5 separate regions of the Sus scrofa genome follow, and regions 1, 2, 4 and 5 are each linked to region 3. The links are chromatin contacts, called in public Hi-C, HiChIP or PLAC-seq and promoter capture Hi-C maps. All regions are on one chromosome and are shown on one strand. Each heading gives the region's core, a stretch centred on a gene start, on an enhancer-like site or on the middle of the called end of the contact. The rest is flanking DNA. Distances are from core to core; before and after follow the strand shown. Region 1 holds the start of CSNK2A2 (casein kinase II subunit alpha'). Region 2 holds the start of SLC38A7 (putative sodium-coupled neutral amino acid transporter 7). Region 3 holds the start of GINS3 (GINS complex subunit 3). Region 4 holds the start of CNOT1 (CCR4-NOT transcription complex subunit 1). Region 5 holds the start of CFAP20 (cilia and flagella associated protein 20).

Region 1 (2,917 bases), core at 78-2,577, 150 kb before region 3:
GAAAAGGCTCTTTTTGCTTCTGAATGCCTATTTATTTTCTAATAAATGGAGCCCCTTTGGAAGTTTCACTTTGGAAGCCTTTAATTACATTTCAGAACAAGCATGTTCCTGAACCATCACACTTAGAGTTGAAACAGGTCTGCCTATTTCTGCAGATTTTCTTGAAAGTTCACAGGAAAATGAGGTGGGAGGAGTAGGAGAGGGACATCAGACAGAACAGATGCAAAATGAGAGCTCAAACTGCTCATTGGAGAATGTGGCTGAAATAGTTCATATCCTTCTGACCTGTGAAAAAGAAACTTTAACGCCGCTCATAAGACACTCACCTTGAGAATTTTTACAACCACTCTCTCGTTGTTGGTGATGTTAATGGCCTCAAATACTTCACTATACTTTCCCCGACCAAGTTTTCGAACCAGCTGGTAATCATCTTGATTACTGTGAAAGCCAAGAGCGACAAATATAAATGGCAGGACTTAGGATTAACCAAGCCTATGCCCACTACACACCCCATCCAGGCGCTTCCATTAATCAAGCACTTGGAAGTGTCTACACATCATGCCACAACTCATTCCCTAAATGAAAGCCACAACATAAACTTGGCTCCTCGCACTAGACGCAGTTCCTAACCTAATTGGTCCCTCATAACTTAGGGGAGATAAGGTGGAAGGCACGGGTCTGACTCAATCTAGAGGTGAGCAAAGCATCCATCCCGGAGGCCCAGAGGTGCCCCTCCGCCCAGCACCTGCCTTCTATTGCACACCCAGAAGGTAGACACCGCCTGCCTTGCGAATCTGGACATCCTTAAAAAATTTCCTCCCACCCATCCTCATTTCAAAAAAATAGAAAAGCAAAGAATTTTAATAGCTCAAGAGGACAGCTGCTGACTTCCCACCCCAATAGAAACCCCAAAGCGTAAAAGGAAAGGCTGCTCCCTTACTCCCACCGGGCTCTGGTCCCTGGACCCCTACACTTGTAAGGAAGTATACCCTGGGGTAAGGGGTACGCACAACGGGGAGGGAGAAGCGGAAGGGAGGAGAGGAAGACGAGGGCACTGGTGGGGGGAGTGGACCTCCCACCCCAGACCGGAGAAGCGCAGGCCCAGCAAAGGGGCAGGCGAGGAGATAGACAGCGGGGGACAAGTGCGGTTTGCGCGGGGGGTGGGGGGACGGCCGGGCGGGGGTGGGAGTGAGAGGGCCCGGCGGGGGGCGGCGGCGGCTTTACCCCCAGCTCGGGACGTGAGACTCATAGTCCCAGTACTCGCGGCTCCTCAGGCTGTTCACCTCGGCGTAGACCCGGGCCCTGCTGCCCGCGGCCGGGCCCGGCATGGCGGGCGGGACCGGGGGGCGTCGCGGGGCGCCGAGGGCGGCGGCGGCGGCGCGACGGGGGGCGCGGGGCGGCGGGCGGAGGAGGCGGCGGGCCGCGGGCCGCCGGAGGAGGAGGAGGAGCGCAGCGGCGGGCGGCCGCGCCAGGCCGGGCCCGCGGGGGCGGGCGGGCTGGGGGCGCGGGGGGCGCCGGCCAAGCCGGCCGGGCCCTGGAGCTGCCGGCGGGACGGCGGGGCGGATGGCGCTCGCGCTCCGCGGCGGCCTCCGCTCGGCTCGCGGCCCCGAGGCGGCGGCGGCGGCGTCGGCGGCACCAGCAGCGGCAGCCGCCGGCCGGGAAAGGGGCAGCGGCAGCGGCGGCGAAGAAGGAGGAGGAGGAAACCCGGAAAAGGGGCCGCGCTCACTAGGAGCGGCCGACGCCCGGCCCGGGGCCGCCCAGCCTCACAGCGCCCCCTGCAGCGCGGGGGGACCCGCCCGCCGGCCTGGTCCCGCCCCTGACCCCGCCCCTCCAGGATCCCCTTCCAAATCTACCCATCCTTGGTCTGGCAGAAAGCGCTCATCACAGGGCCTCCCCGCCCACAGGCTGCTGTCCTAGAGCCTTGCCCCCTCGCCTACTCTTCCAGGACTCTCCTAGAGACCCCCTACCCCAAAGCTCTCTACCCTTTCGTCATCCAGAGTTTCACCACCAGACCTCTCATACCGACCCTGCTGTGACACTTTTGTCACCCAAACTGTTCCCATCAAGTCCCTCCCTCATGAAACTTGCTCTTTTCACTCAGAACCTCTCCAACTCCTGATTTCCCCACCCCTCCCAGAGACAGCCCATCTTCCCTGATAGACTCTCCCCTGCCACCCACAGACTCTTGAACCTCCAGACTTCCCCTTCTCTCTTCATCCACAAAACCCTTATCTTACATTTTCCCCAAAATATCCTTCCAGAACCTTCCCTAAGAACTCTCTTTATGTTCATATCCTCACTTGGTTAAGTTGGAGTCAGCCAAGTTACTCACTGTAAAGTTCCTATTTTTCCCTTTGTAATTAATAAGCAAAATGTGTGGAGACACTTTGAGACCATAGAAATACCTTGGTTTGGTTTGGGAGGACAGAGAGCAGGAGAATTGTGAGAGTCCTGCCTTGAAGGGACAGGCTAGGAGTTGGGTATGGACTGAGGGTGGGGTGGCCAACCAAACTTTGGCCTATTTTATTAGGTTGCCTTCTAGCCCTGAACACTCTTCTCTCCTTGATGTTCTGGGCCTTTCTTTGGTCTTGCTTTTCCATCCCACATTTTTTAATCACTCAGCCTGGGTTGCTTTGAATCCAATCCTTTTTCATATTCTGTTTTCTAGGTGAGGCCCTGCTTCCTCCTTCTTGATACAATTAAGAGAACAAACTCTGAAGCTAGATCCTTCCGTGTTTGAATGCCAGCTCTGCTACTTACAAGCTGTGTTACCTTGGGCCAATAACTTAACCTCTCTATGCTGTGGATTTTACAAAATAAAAGCAGTAATGGCACCTACCTCACACGACTATGGAGCAGATTAGACAAAATAAACCATGAAAAACACTTAGAACAGTGTCTAGCAGATACTGAGTGC
Region 2 (2,700 bases), core at 22-2,521, 240 kb after region 3:
CTAACCATTGCCCATCACAGAAGCATCCCTTCCCGTGCCCTCAGCACACTGATGGGTTTAGAATGGCTAGTGAGTCCCACTGCTTGAACAAAGTTTGGAGCCTCATACTCAGTAGAGGGGAAAGGGGGAGTTTAGGTGCTTTCAGACATCTGTCACCAAGCATGCAACCAAGGGACACAGCTCCAGGGGAAGTGTCTCCTCTTTGACTCCAAGTCCAGAAAGACCAGTCAGATGCCGCAGGGCTTCCTCTTACGCAACCTGCCACCCAGTCAGCAACTCAGCAAAAAACCAGTGAGTAGTGGACGCAGTTTGGGGCTTCCAGCTTCCAGGGTAGCCCCACAGAGAGCTCTGCAAAGTTAGTGCTTACTGAAGCTGTGAGACCATGTCTTCCTGCTCATGTCGAAGACACAGAGGTCTCCACATTAGCCCAAGATTTCTCAGCTCCCCTTCGCTGCATATTACCCCCACACCACCGTACCCAGCTTACCTGCTCTTTCCACCTGTCTGGCTGTGGTGGAGGGAGAGCTGCTCTTTACACCTCCTTCTCCCCAAAGATTTGGGATCTGAGTCTCCTTACTTCTCTCTCCGGCCCCCGATGTCTTCTTTCTTAAAACTTCACAGAAAATCTGCTGTCAACAGTGAGAAGGGGCTGAGCTGTTTCTGTGCTGGTGAGCGGAGTGAGGGGAACTGAGGCGTTTTAACTCACAGAATGGAACAGCAGCTCAGAACATGCCCATGGAAGGAAAGAGTCTAGACTAATGTCACAGGGACTAGACCGCAGAGCCAGAGACAGAAGCCTAACGCCCACGTGCCCAGGCCAGGGGCTTAACCATTGCGGTAGGCCCCCTCAGACCCCAACTGGAGCAGGTTGCCAGGCCAGCCTGGGACTGGATCCCAGAAATATGAGGAGTGGGCTCATTGGGAGTGGGTCAGCGCGCACCCAGGGCAGGGACGATCTACAGGCCCGAGGCGAGTGGGTTGCTGTCGGGTAAACTAGGGAGGGGCTTCGGGGCTTGATCCGGCCTAGGAGTGATTAAGGAGACTAGGTGGGGCCAGTCCGACCAAGCGCGGGCGTGTGGCGGAGGACACCGGGCTGCGGAGTCCTGAGGGTGTGGGCAGGGCTTTTCCTCAGTGGGGGCCCTGGGGACCCCGGGACCTAATATTTCCACCCTTCACCAACCTGTACCTCCTGTCACTTACCTGCGGTGCCTCAAGCCCGGCCGGCTGCAGCGACACGTGAGCAGCGGTCACATGACTCTGGCCTTGGGTGGGCCGCGGGACATGCTGGGAGTTGTAGTTTTCTGCAGGTGTCAATCTTGGACACCAGCTTCCTTATGCCCGAGGGGATGGCACTGTTCCGAATCAGCCTGGCAGCCTGCCCGCCGGTGTTTATCCGGTTACTTTTAGTCCTGGCCCCTTGGCCAAATCACACACTCCTTCCTACTCCTAGGAAGAGCAATTGATGATTTTGCCAGTCTGGATGCCATGGGCCATAGATCTTTGGCCTCATTAATCCTCCTTTGTTTCCCTTGTCTTCGCACCCACAGCTCTGACCCTGGACTTTTTTTTTTTTTTGTCTTTTTGCTATTTCTTGGGCCGCTCCCGCGGCATATGGAGGTTCCCAGGCTAGGGGTCCAGTCGGAGCTGCAGCCACCGGCCTATGCCAGAGCCACAGCAATGCGGGATCCGAGCCGCGTCTGCAACCTACACCACAGCTAACGGGGCAACGCCGGATCGTTAACCCACTGAGCAAGGGCAGGGACCGAACCCGCAACCTCATGGTTCCTAGTCGGATTCGTTAAGCACTGCGCCACAACGGGAACTGCTGACCCTGGACTTTTTCACTGAGGACAGTGAGGGGCCATTTTTACCTCCTTGAGCTGTGGTTGGTTTGAGTGTTGCTCATGGCCTTAACCCCAGGGCCTAGATTCTTGAACACTGAGGCACTGATGTCACTCATATAATTAAGTATTGGTTGAATGAATGGGTGTCCATAGCCCTGGCTTCTGTTTGTGACTGTGTGCCACTTGCAAGCTGTCACATAGTCACTAGCATTCCAATGTCCTCATCTATGTTAGGAGAACCTGCTCTCCATTCCACCTACCTCTTCATGCATCAAAGGTCCTTGCTGATGAGAGCCTCGTATTGGTTACCCAGTTTCCCTCAGTGGTGACATTTTGCAAAACCATAGTACCATATCACAACCAGGATATTGATGACACAATCCACTGATCATATTCGAATTTCCTCAGTTCTATTTGAAGTCATTTTTTGGTGTGTGTTTACTTCTATTCAGCTTAATCATGGGGAGGGTTTATAAATCACCACATTCAGGATTCCAGACCTTTCCAACACAAGGATCCCTCCTACTGCCTTTTTATAACCACTCACCTCCCTCCAGCAAGGCTTTCCTTCTGTAAGTCTCTGCAACCACTAATCTGTTCTCCATTTCTAAAAGTCTGTCATTTCAAAAAATGTTATATAAATGGAATTCTACAGTTGTAACCTCTTAAGATTGGCTATTTTCAACAAGCATAATTGCCCAGAGACTCATGCAAGTTGTTGTGTACATCAGTGTGTGTGTGTGTATGTGTGGGCGTGTGTGTGTGTGTGTAGGCTTTGCTCACAGCATGCCAGCACGCAGAAGTTCCTGGGCCAGGGATCAAACCTGTGTCACAGCAGTAATCAGATCCATGGCAG
Region 3 (2,734 bases), core at 134-2,633:
GAGATCACTGAGTGATGACAGAGTGGTCTGTGCCACTGAAAGAAGTTTCAATGCTCACCCTTCCCAAGAGAAAGGAGCATATCATGTCATGTAGGGTCACACAGGGAAGTACCTGACGGGCCTGTCAGGAGGCAGAAGGAGGGAGGGGAGGACACCCCTTTACTGAAGGACCCTGAAAACACTCCCAGAGCCTTTACTGTGGTTTCTGTGGGAAGAAATGGGTGAAGCAGAGTAGGCAGGTTTAAACAAATTTAGGATTGGATAGTTTGAATAAGGCTGGTCTCCAACTGTCCAGTTCTTGGCCCTGGGGTGATTTAGGGCGGGGAAATACTGGTTTGGTATGTGGGAGTTAGATAAAGGCTTGGGATATGGGCTCTGGATCAGTTAGTTTGTACACGGAAGGCATGTTCACAGGCAAGTTGTTTGCGACTCTAGGAATTAGCTCACCCTGGGAGGAACAGTTCCTACCCAAGCTGCAAGGCCCCAAGATATCAAAGCCTCATAAAGGACAGAAAATAAAAAACATGATGAATACACATTCCTTTTCCATGAACCCTCTGCTCATGGCTCTATAGCCCAGAATGTCCTTCTTTATGAAGTAAGTTTTGTAGTGCCTCTCTCAACACTGCCACCATCCATAGCCCTGACTAACGCCCCCAAGTCTGGTACCACATCCCCTTCCCACCAGACCAGTGATGGCACATGACTGGCACCCAATCTATGGAATGTCTTGCCACCTATGACCATTGTGGCCTGCCTCAAAAAGAGATGAACTGCCCATTAGATTTCTTCTTTTAAGGATTTAAAATAAAAGCCACAAATGGAGTTAGCCGTTGATGGTAAGGTGAACTGGGAGGTCCTGACATAGACTCAGGACCTCTGCAAGCCACGTGCGCTCCTCCACCACCACCCCCCCATCTACCCTACTATACCTCCTCCGAAAAGTCTGTAATAACTGTCAGGGGCTAGTGTTAGAGTGTTGCTTTGTTTTTAATGTTTCAAGATTAACAGAGATTCTCAGAGACTGACAAACTGTAATAATTAAGCCAGACTGGATCAGGCCTGAGAGGAAGGGCGCAATGGTCTTTTTTAAGCCCCTAAATGTACTGCAAAGTGTTTTTAATTTCATGTAAACATTTAAAAGACCACATAACTCAGTCTAGTGCAGACGCTTCCTGCAGCTTCAACGGCATTTCCTGCTTCTCTTTGAAGTTCTCACCCTGGGCTACACTGCGGGAAGAAAACTTAGTGCGGATCCACCTACTGCGCCCTTACCAAGGAGTTGCGCAAAACCAAATCCGCAGATTTTGTCGATTGCTTCTTCCTGGGAAGACCCGCCTAGATCGACTGCTTCTGTCTGGCCCAACCCCGGGCGCGGGAAAAGAGTTTGAATCCTACCAGGTGGCCGCAAGGACCTCCTCAACCTTCAAAATCCTGACCAGCCTCAGCCACCGCCACCTCCTCCTCCTTCTACATCCCTGACTCCCCGAGGTCTCCAGAACAACGAGAGTGGACCGCCGCCATGTCCGAGGCTTATTTCCGGGTGGAGTCGGGTGCGCTGGGGCCTGAGGAGAACTTTCTTTCCCTGGACGATATCCTGATGTCCCACGAAAAGCTCCCGGTGCGCACTGAGATCCCCATGCCGCGCCTCGGCACTTTCTTCCTGGACCGGAGCGGAGGGGCCGAGACAGACAACACAATCCCTCAGGTAAGCCTTTGGCGCGGATCCCCTAACCAAAAGACTACCACTCCCAGTGGGCCTTACGGCCCTGGGGCCGCATGACCGGGCGCGCTGCCTCCTGGGATCTGTAGTTTTAAGGAGGGGCCCGGAAGTGCGCTAAAGGAGTTCTGTCCGCCGATTCCCCGCGCTCTAGAGTCCTTCTCCCCACCTACTCTCCGCGACCCTTACGGAAACGAAATTTACACTGAGTCGTTGAGCTCCCTCCCACACTCAGTTTTGAAACCAACCAAATTTAGCAGTGTCTTCTCTCCCCGGCATGTGTTCTTGCTTTAGAATTGGCACCGACTGAATACTTGAGGACCAATGGTTCTGACCACTTTTGCCTTAAAACAAAAGTTTTTGCTTCTGTAGGAGCAAATAATATCGGGGAGCCCCAAGTTGCTAATTTCATTCCTGCATAACGATGACAGTATCACCTACCATTTACTGAGTTTTATTGCCAGCATGGATAGGGCAGGGGGAGTATAGTTTTCCGTGTATTAGCCTTTAATTTTTCAACAACCCTACTGTTAAGTGTTGTTACATGGGAGGAAATTGAAGCTCAGAAAGGTTGGGTAACTTGGCCAGGGACTCATTATAAGCGGTGAGCTTGGATTCGAACCTAAGACTGCATGACTTCAAATACGAGTTTGTCCCAGGAACTTGGCTTGTAATGGTTATTTTTGATTTCCTATTTAACCTGAGTTTTGTTTAGAAGGGTGTTTTTGTTTGGTCTGTTTTAATTTTTTTCAAAGTAGGACATATGCAAAGTTTAAAAAGTCAATAGTACCAAAAGATTTATAACAAAACATAGCAGGCCTTGCCTTGCTATGTCCCTTCCCATCTCCACAGTCTATGTTTTTCAGAGTTTCTTCAAGATTCACCTCCGTGTTTCTAAATAATGTTTTAAAGTTTATCTTCTTTGTAAAAAAGAATTTAGACATTCTTTATTGACGGAAAACTCAATATGATAGTGAAGGGTTTAATTCTCTTGCGCGCTGGTAGACAGAGATG
Region 4 (2,827 bases), core at 167-2,666, 210 kb after region 3:
TGGCATTTTAAACCCAAATACCTCTACAAAAACAAGTTTGTTCCTGATCTGATTGACCTACTTCCCAGTTTTTTATTTGTCCACTTTTTCATCCATGTGAACCTGTTCCTATCAAATGGACTGTCATGAGGGAAATGTTCAGAATTTTTCCCCAAAAAGTAATCAGTGAGACTCAATCAATTAGTTGTTAACCTCATGGCAACAGAACGTAGAGAAATAAGGAAAGAAAACTGTGTTACCACCAACAAAAAGACGTTCTCAGAATCCTAAAAATTAGGGCCTTTGAGTGACTTCAGAGCAAAAGTTTTCTTCTCAAAGTTTACTTTAAACACAACATTTCCAAACCCACAGAGAGGAAGCATTAAAGCGCAGTCCTAGTGGGGATGCTCATCTGTAGGAGCCCGGTGGGGTGAAACCTGCAGGGGTGGGGGTTACTGAAACGGAGTATCTGTGCGTTTGGCCTTATGTAACCCCTACAAGATCCGCAGAAAATCTCTCCCCAGCACTGAAGCCTCCATGTGCTCTGCTCACCAGGAGGACACTTTCCATGGGTGAGCAGAAACGCCACTTAGCACAGACACTGGGCCAGGTGGATGGGGGCCGACTTCGGAGCGAGTGTGAGAGCGCCCGGGCGCGCGAATGGAACAAAACCTGTGGCAAGAAGTAATAAGGAAGTGCCTCGCTCCCGCCCGCCCCTCCCACCGGCGGACACCCGAAAACACTCGGGGTTTGACAACGTGCTGGGGGCGGGGGGAGGAGGATTGGCAGCTCCGGGTCCAACAACAGGAACTGGGAGTCTGCAACTACTCGGAACACGCTCCCCTCGCCCCCGGGGCTAGGCCTCCTACGCCCATGCCCACTGCACTCATCCGGCAGTTGAGGAGCTCGTGGGGTCTGCGAAGGGGGCAGCCCGCGCGAGGCGAGGCCCAGCCGCCCCAAATGCCGCCACCGCCACCCTCAGAGCTTCCAGGCCCGGGCCGGGGGCCATCCCGAGACTCATCCCGCGCTCTGCCTTCCGCTTCGTGGAGCCTTCACTTCGGCCGCTTCTCTTCAGAGCCCGAAGACTCGCGAGCGAAGAGGAGAGAGTCCGCCCTCTCCCGCCTCGCCACTTCCCCGTCCGACTGCCCCTCACTCCGCGGAGCGCCGGGAAACGTTCCCAATGGCCCCGGGACCACCTCGGTTCCTTCCCGCACCGGCACCCGCGTTCCGTAGCTGACACCGTCAGCCGGCCTCAGCACCTGACCCCAGCCCACCTCACCTCGGGCGGCTCCGGCAGCGCTGGACACAGGAAACTCCTGGGTCCTCGACTCCGGCTCTCCTCGACCCTCTCTTCGGTTAACTCCGCTTGTTTCTCTACAAAATGGCGCCGGAGGTCGCGCGCTCACGTCGCGGCCTTTCCCCTCCCCGTTCCCATTTCATCATTCGCTGCCCGCCCGAGGAGGGATGGCCCCAGCACCAGCCAATGGCCGTACTCCGCCTGTGGCTTCCACCCAATCACCGACGGGTGCCCGCGGATTTAAACCAATCACACTCTATCACTTGCAGAAGTCAAGGAAGAAACCAGGATCCTGCTAGCAACTACCAATCCAGACTCCTACTTCGCGGGCTTTGGCCAATTGCCGCTCACCAGTCCCCAGGGACCGGAATCGGAGCCCTCGCGCCTGCGCTCGAGTTGAAGACCAATAAGGAGAGACAGATAACTTCGATGTAGGGCTGCTCGGACTTCCCACCTGCCCTCGAAGTCCTCCACCAATGGGTGTCTGACATTGGCTATGAGAAACCATAAATAAAGGAGGGGGGGGCCCTTAAACCCTTGTTATCCTGCCCGGGAACAACTTTGAGTTACAGTGAAAAGCAGCCTTCCCGTATTCTCCTTCCTCTTTCGAAGTGTCAAATCCGATAGACCACGGGGCTTCCCAATCTCAAACATTCCCCAAACCGCGTATCCCTTTGGCGGGGAACGCCAGCTCCAGAAAGCAAGCCAGGCTGTTACTGGAGTGGTAGCCCTTGCATCCTGGGATCTGTAGTTCACCCAACCCCATCCCTGTCGCAAAAGTAGTGCGTATTCTTCAGTCACTGAATGCGCTCTAGGGGCAGCAATGCATGCTGGAGAACGTAGTCTTCCAGGCTCCCATTTGGTCCTAGCCTGCCTAACTTTACTGGAGAGAACTTTCCTTTCTCGTTCTGCCTATTGAGGAAGGGACTCCTTAGAAAGAGGTGGGAAGCTCAGGCTCAGGTCCTCTTTTTGGCTCACTCCCTGGAGGTGGATAAAAAAGAATATTTATGCCTTTTGCTCTGGGAATAAAAAGCATGGGAACATATCTTTTTAAAGATTTGGAGGTCATCTGTTCCCAGAAGGGTGGGAAGATTGGGAAGAAAGTGTTGGATCTTTTACCTTTTGGAGAAAAACGATCCTAATCTCTGCTGTCCTGAGGCAACACTAAGTTTCTTGTTTGCTAGCCATATGTCTCTTTAAAAAAAATTATGTAAGGCGGGTTAAGGCTCTCTTGTCACTGCTCTGCTTCTCTGGCTGTGGAATCCTGCCCCAAGAACTTACACGTGGGGGGAGGAGGATGTGGTAAAAACATATAACATATAACTTCCTGATGTGGAGCAGCAGGTTAAGGATCCATCGTTGCTGTGGGGCAGGTCACAAGTGCAGCACAGGTCCCATCTTGGGAACGTCCACATGCCATGGGCTCAGCCAAAACAAAACAAACAAAAAACACAACATAAAATTTACCATCGTAGCCATTTTTAAGTTACCATATAGTACTGTTAACTATATGCATGTCGTGCAGCAGATCTCTAGAAAAACTTTTTCATC
Region 5 (2,700 bases), core at 75-2,574, 190 kb before region 3:
TCGTGGGGTCAGTGAAAGTATCATGCAGCTGACACCTGAGTGATGATGAAGAAGAGGTTTTAGGAGTTCCCGTCGTGGCTCAGTGGTTAACAAATCCAACTAAGAACCATGAGGTTGCGGGTTCGGTCCCTGGCCTGGCCCAGTGGGTTGGGGATCTGGCGTTACTATGAGCTGTGGTGTAGTTTGCAGACGAGGCTCGGACCCGGTGTTGCTGTGGCTCTGGCGTAGGCCGGCGCCTACAGCTCCATTAGACCCCTAGCCTGGGAACCTCCATATGCCGTGGAAGCGGCCCAAAAAATAGCAAAAAGACAAAAAAAAAAAACAAGATGTTTTACCTGGGTCTGTGCTTGTTAACCCAAACAAGACGTTATCACCATTTTGCAATTTTCCTGATGGAGAAATAAGGAAAGGCAGAGTACAGACCCCAAGTCACAGTGAGTGTGGAGCAAGTGCCAAGGGCCACCGAATTCTGGCTTGTTCGGGATCAGTGGGAGGAAGGGAGCAAATGAATGAAACCCAAACATAACTGAGTCCTGGCTTTGCCTCTGTAAGGGCGCCTGGAACAAAGGTTCTGTGTCTAGTGCCGAGCATAGGGCCTGGCACAATACAGGGTATCAGTAAATGTTTGTGAAATCAGTGAACAGCAATTCATGTGCACGTCCCCAAAGCAACATCACGTGAGTTTACGCTTTTCAACGCTGTGAAACGGGCACTATTCAACCCCACCATATTATAGATGCAGAAACCGAAGGTTAGGAATCCAGTGACCCAGTCAAATCTGCAAAGAGGGACCACTGTCCTAACTGGACCACGGCCGCAGGTCACTTAAAGCCCAGCCACGCCCACTCCACATGCACTCCAGCTGCTTACACGACGCTCCCTCGTCGACCCTCAGTCACGCCAGGCTGGGGACGGGGCACAGCAGCGACCGCCCGGCCTTCCCCCAGCTCCACATAACTACCCGCCACACCAGGCCCAGCCCGCGGACCCCGCCCCGCCACCGCCCCCAGTCCCTGACCTTTTTGTCCCAGATTTGCAGGGGCTTGCTGCCAATGCTGTAGAGAATGGAGAGGAAGCCGCTCTGGAACGTGTTTTTGAACATATCGCCGGCGGCCTTCTCCTCAGCCGCGCGGAAGCTGACCTAAATGGCTTCACTTAGTGGCGAAGGCAAAAAAGGGGGCCGGCTCTGGCCCAAAGAAAGTACCCTGCGCTCCTGACCTCCCAATTGGTAGCCGCAGACAGCAGGACTTAGACGCGGGACGCTACATCCGCGAGGCTCACTAGCAGAAGAACGAAGCCGCCTCAGCACCGACACCACAGCAACTGCCGCCTGCGCCTCTCTCCCTTCCTTAAATAGAGGCGGTGGGCCGCCCGCCGCCAGAGGTGGATCCCTCCGCCAGCTTGAGCTCGCCCCCGAGAGAGCGGGGCCCAATCCTGCCACAGGGATCACGGACTTCCTGTTTCTTCCGCTCTTAAGCCCCGCCCTAGTTCCGCCGTCTGGAAAAAAGAACCTCGTTGCCAAGGGACTATTTTCCCATCGTTGTCTCAGAGCGGCTTCTAGAAAGCGGAAGGAGACACAAGGTTATAGAATGAGTTGTTAGCATCTGCCCAGTGTCATGGGAACCTGGAGGGGGTGGAGTCAGAGGCGTGAAGTCCAGGCCCCGCCCCCTTAGGGGACAGTAGGAGTTACTAGCGCGAAAGAAAAGTGGGGAAAGGCACGGGTGGCTTGGATGTAAGGAAGTGCTTGCCTGGTTTCCTGCAAATAACAAATAATGCTCTTTGGCATTATTTGATAAGGTTAAAGCAGCTAACCAGTACATGCGCACTAACTACATTAAATGTCTTAAAGGCATCATTGCTTTAATTATTAACAGGATCACTATGAATACACCAGATATCTTAACTTGTGGTATGTGGTCAAAGCAATACTTCAAGGAAAATTTATCACCTTAAATGCATGATTAGAAAACAAGGTCTGAACATTAAGATAAAAGCAGAAATTAATGCAATTAAAATACATTTGAATAGGTTGAATTAGCAGCAGGGTTTTAATCAATTAGTTCTTAGAACATTTTTTTTTTCCTTTTGGTCTTTTTAGGGCCGCACCTGCAGCATATGGAGGTCCCCAGGCTAGAGGTCTAATCAGAGCTACAGCTGCCAGCCTACACCACAGCCACAGCAACGCAGGATCCGAGCCTGTCTGAGACCTACACCATAGCTCACAGCAATGCTGGATCTTGACCCGCTGAGCAAGGCCAGGGATCAAACCCCCAACCTCATGTTTCCTAGTCAGATTCATTTCTGCTGCACCACGATGGGAACTCCAACATTGTTTAATTTTTAAAAATATTTATTTTTATGCCTCACCTGTGGCATAAGGAAGTGGGTCAAATCGGAGCTGCAGCTGCAGGCCTTTGCTATAGCCACAGCAACACTGGATCTCAGCCACATCTGCAACTTGTAATGCCAGGTCCTTAACACACTGAGCAAGGCCAGGGATCCAACCCGCATCCTTTTGGAGACTACATTGGGTTCTCAACCCACTGAGCCACAATGGGAACTCCAGAATGTTTTTTTAAAAAGCATAAAATAAGCTATGCTATTTCAAGTGTGGAAGAAATCCCGGGTGTTGGAAACCAATCACTCATTGAGCATTTGCTTGGATATCATACTCTTGCTCAGGCCTGTGCTGGTTTTATG

Evidence for each region. Promoter capture Hi-C pulls out the DNA fragments that hold promoters and counts their contacts. A called contact is a pair of places that touch in the nucleus more often than the background predicts. HiChIP or PLAC-seq counts read pairs in DNA pulled down with a chosen protein or histone mark.
Region 1: a promoter capture Hi-C map of liver shows a contact between it and region 3, with 4 times the contacts expected there. The contact joins the promoter of CSNK2A2 here to the promoter of GINS3 in region 3. A contact is called at or near these places in 1 of 5 promoter capture datasets (liver), 1 of 47 Hi-C or Micro-C datasets (heart right ventricle) and 1 of 2 datasets of contacts at active chromatin or transcription factors (alveolar macrophages).
Region 2: an H3K27ac HiChIP or PLAC-seq map of alveolar macrophages shows a contact between it and region 3. The contact joins the promoter of SLC38A7 here to the promoter of GINS3 in region 3. A contact is called at or near these places in 2 of 47 Hi-C or Micro-C datasets (both in liver) and 1 of 2 datasets of contacts at active chromatin or transcription factors (alveolar macrophages).
Region 4: a Hi-C map of liver shows a contact between it and region 3, with 4 times the contacts expected there. The contact joins the promoter of CNOT1 here to the promoter of GINS3 in region 3. A contact is called at or near these places in 8 of 47 Hi-C or Micro-C datasets (heart right ventricle, liver, mesenteric adipose tissue and 1 more) and 2 of 2 datasets of contacts at active chromatin or transcription factors (alveolar macrophages and skeletal muscle).
Region 5: a Hi-C map of skeletal muscle shows a contact between it and region 3, with 7 times the contacts expected there. The contact joins the promoter of CFAP20 here to the promoter of GINS3 in region 3. A contact is called at or near these places in 4 of 47 Hi-C or Micro-C datasets (heart right ventricle, liver and skeletal muscle).

Annotation. Positions count from the first base shown.
Region 1 is chr6:20,015,397-20,018,313 of Sscrofa11.1, forward strand. CSNK2A2 (casein kinase II subunit alpha') reads right to left here and starts at 1,328. Exons shown (of 12, transcript XM_021093948.1): 1 at 1,225-1,328; 2 at 327-438. The coding sequence starts at 1,328.
Region 2 is chr6:20,400,462-20,403,161 of Sscrofa11.1, forward strand. SLC38A7 (putative sodium-coupled neutral amino acid transporter 7) reads right to left here and starts at 1,272. Exons shown (of 13, transcript XM_021097090.1): 1 at 1,201-1,272; 2 at 488-613.
Region 3 is chr6:20,161,313-20,164,046 of Sscrofa11.1, forward strand. It overlaps GINS3 (GINS complex subunit 3), which reads left to right and starts at 1,384. Exons shown (of 3, transcript NM_001244332.1): 1 at 1,384-1,708. The coding sequence starts at 1,523.
Region 4 is chr6:20,370,884-20,373,710 of Sscrofa11.1, forward strand. CNOT1 (CCR4-NOT transcription complex subunit 1) reads right to left here and starts at 1,417. Exons shown (of 49, transcript XM_021093957.1): 1 at 1,259-1,417.
Region 5 is chr6:19,968,023-19,970,722 of Sscrofa11.1, forward strand. CFAP20 (cilia and flagella associated protein 20) reads right to left here and starts at 1,325. Exons shown (of 6, transcript NM_001244786.1): 1 at 1,019-1,325. The coding sequence starts at 1,102.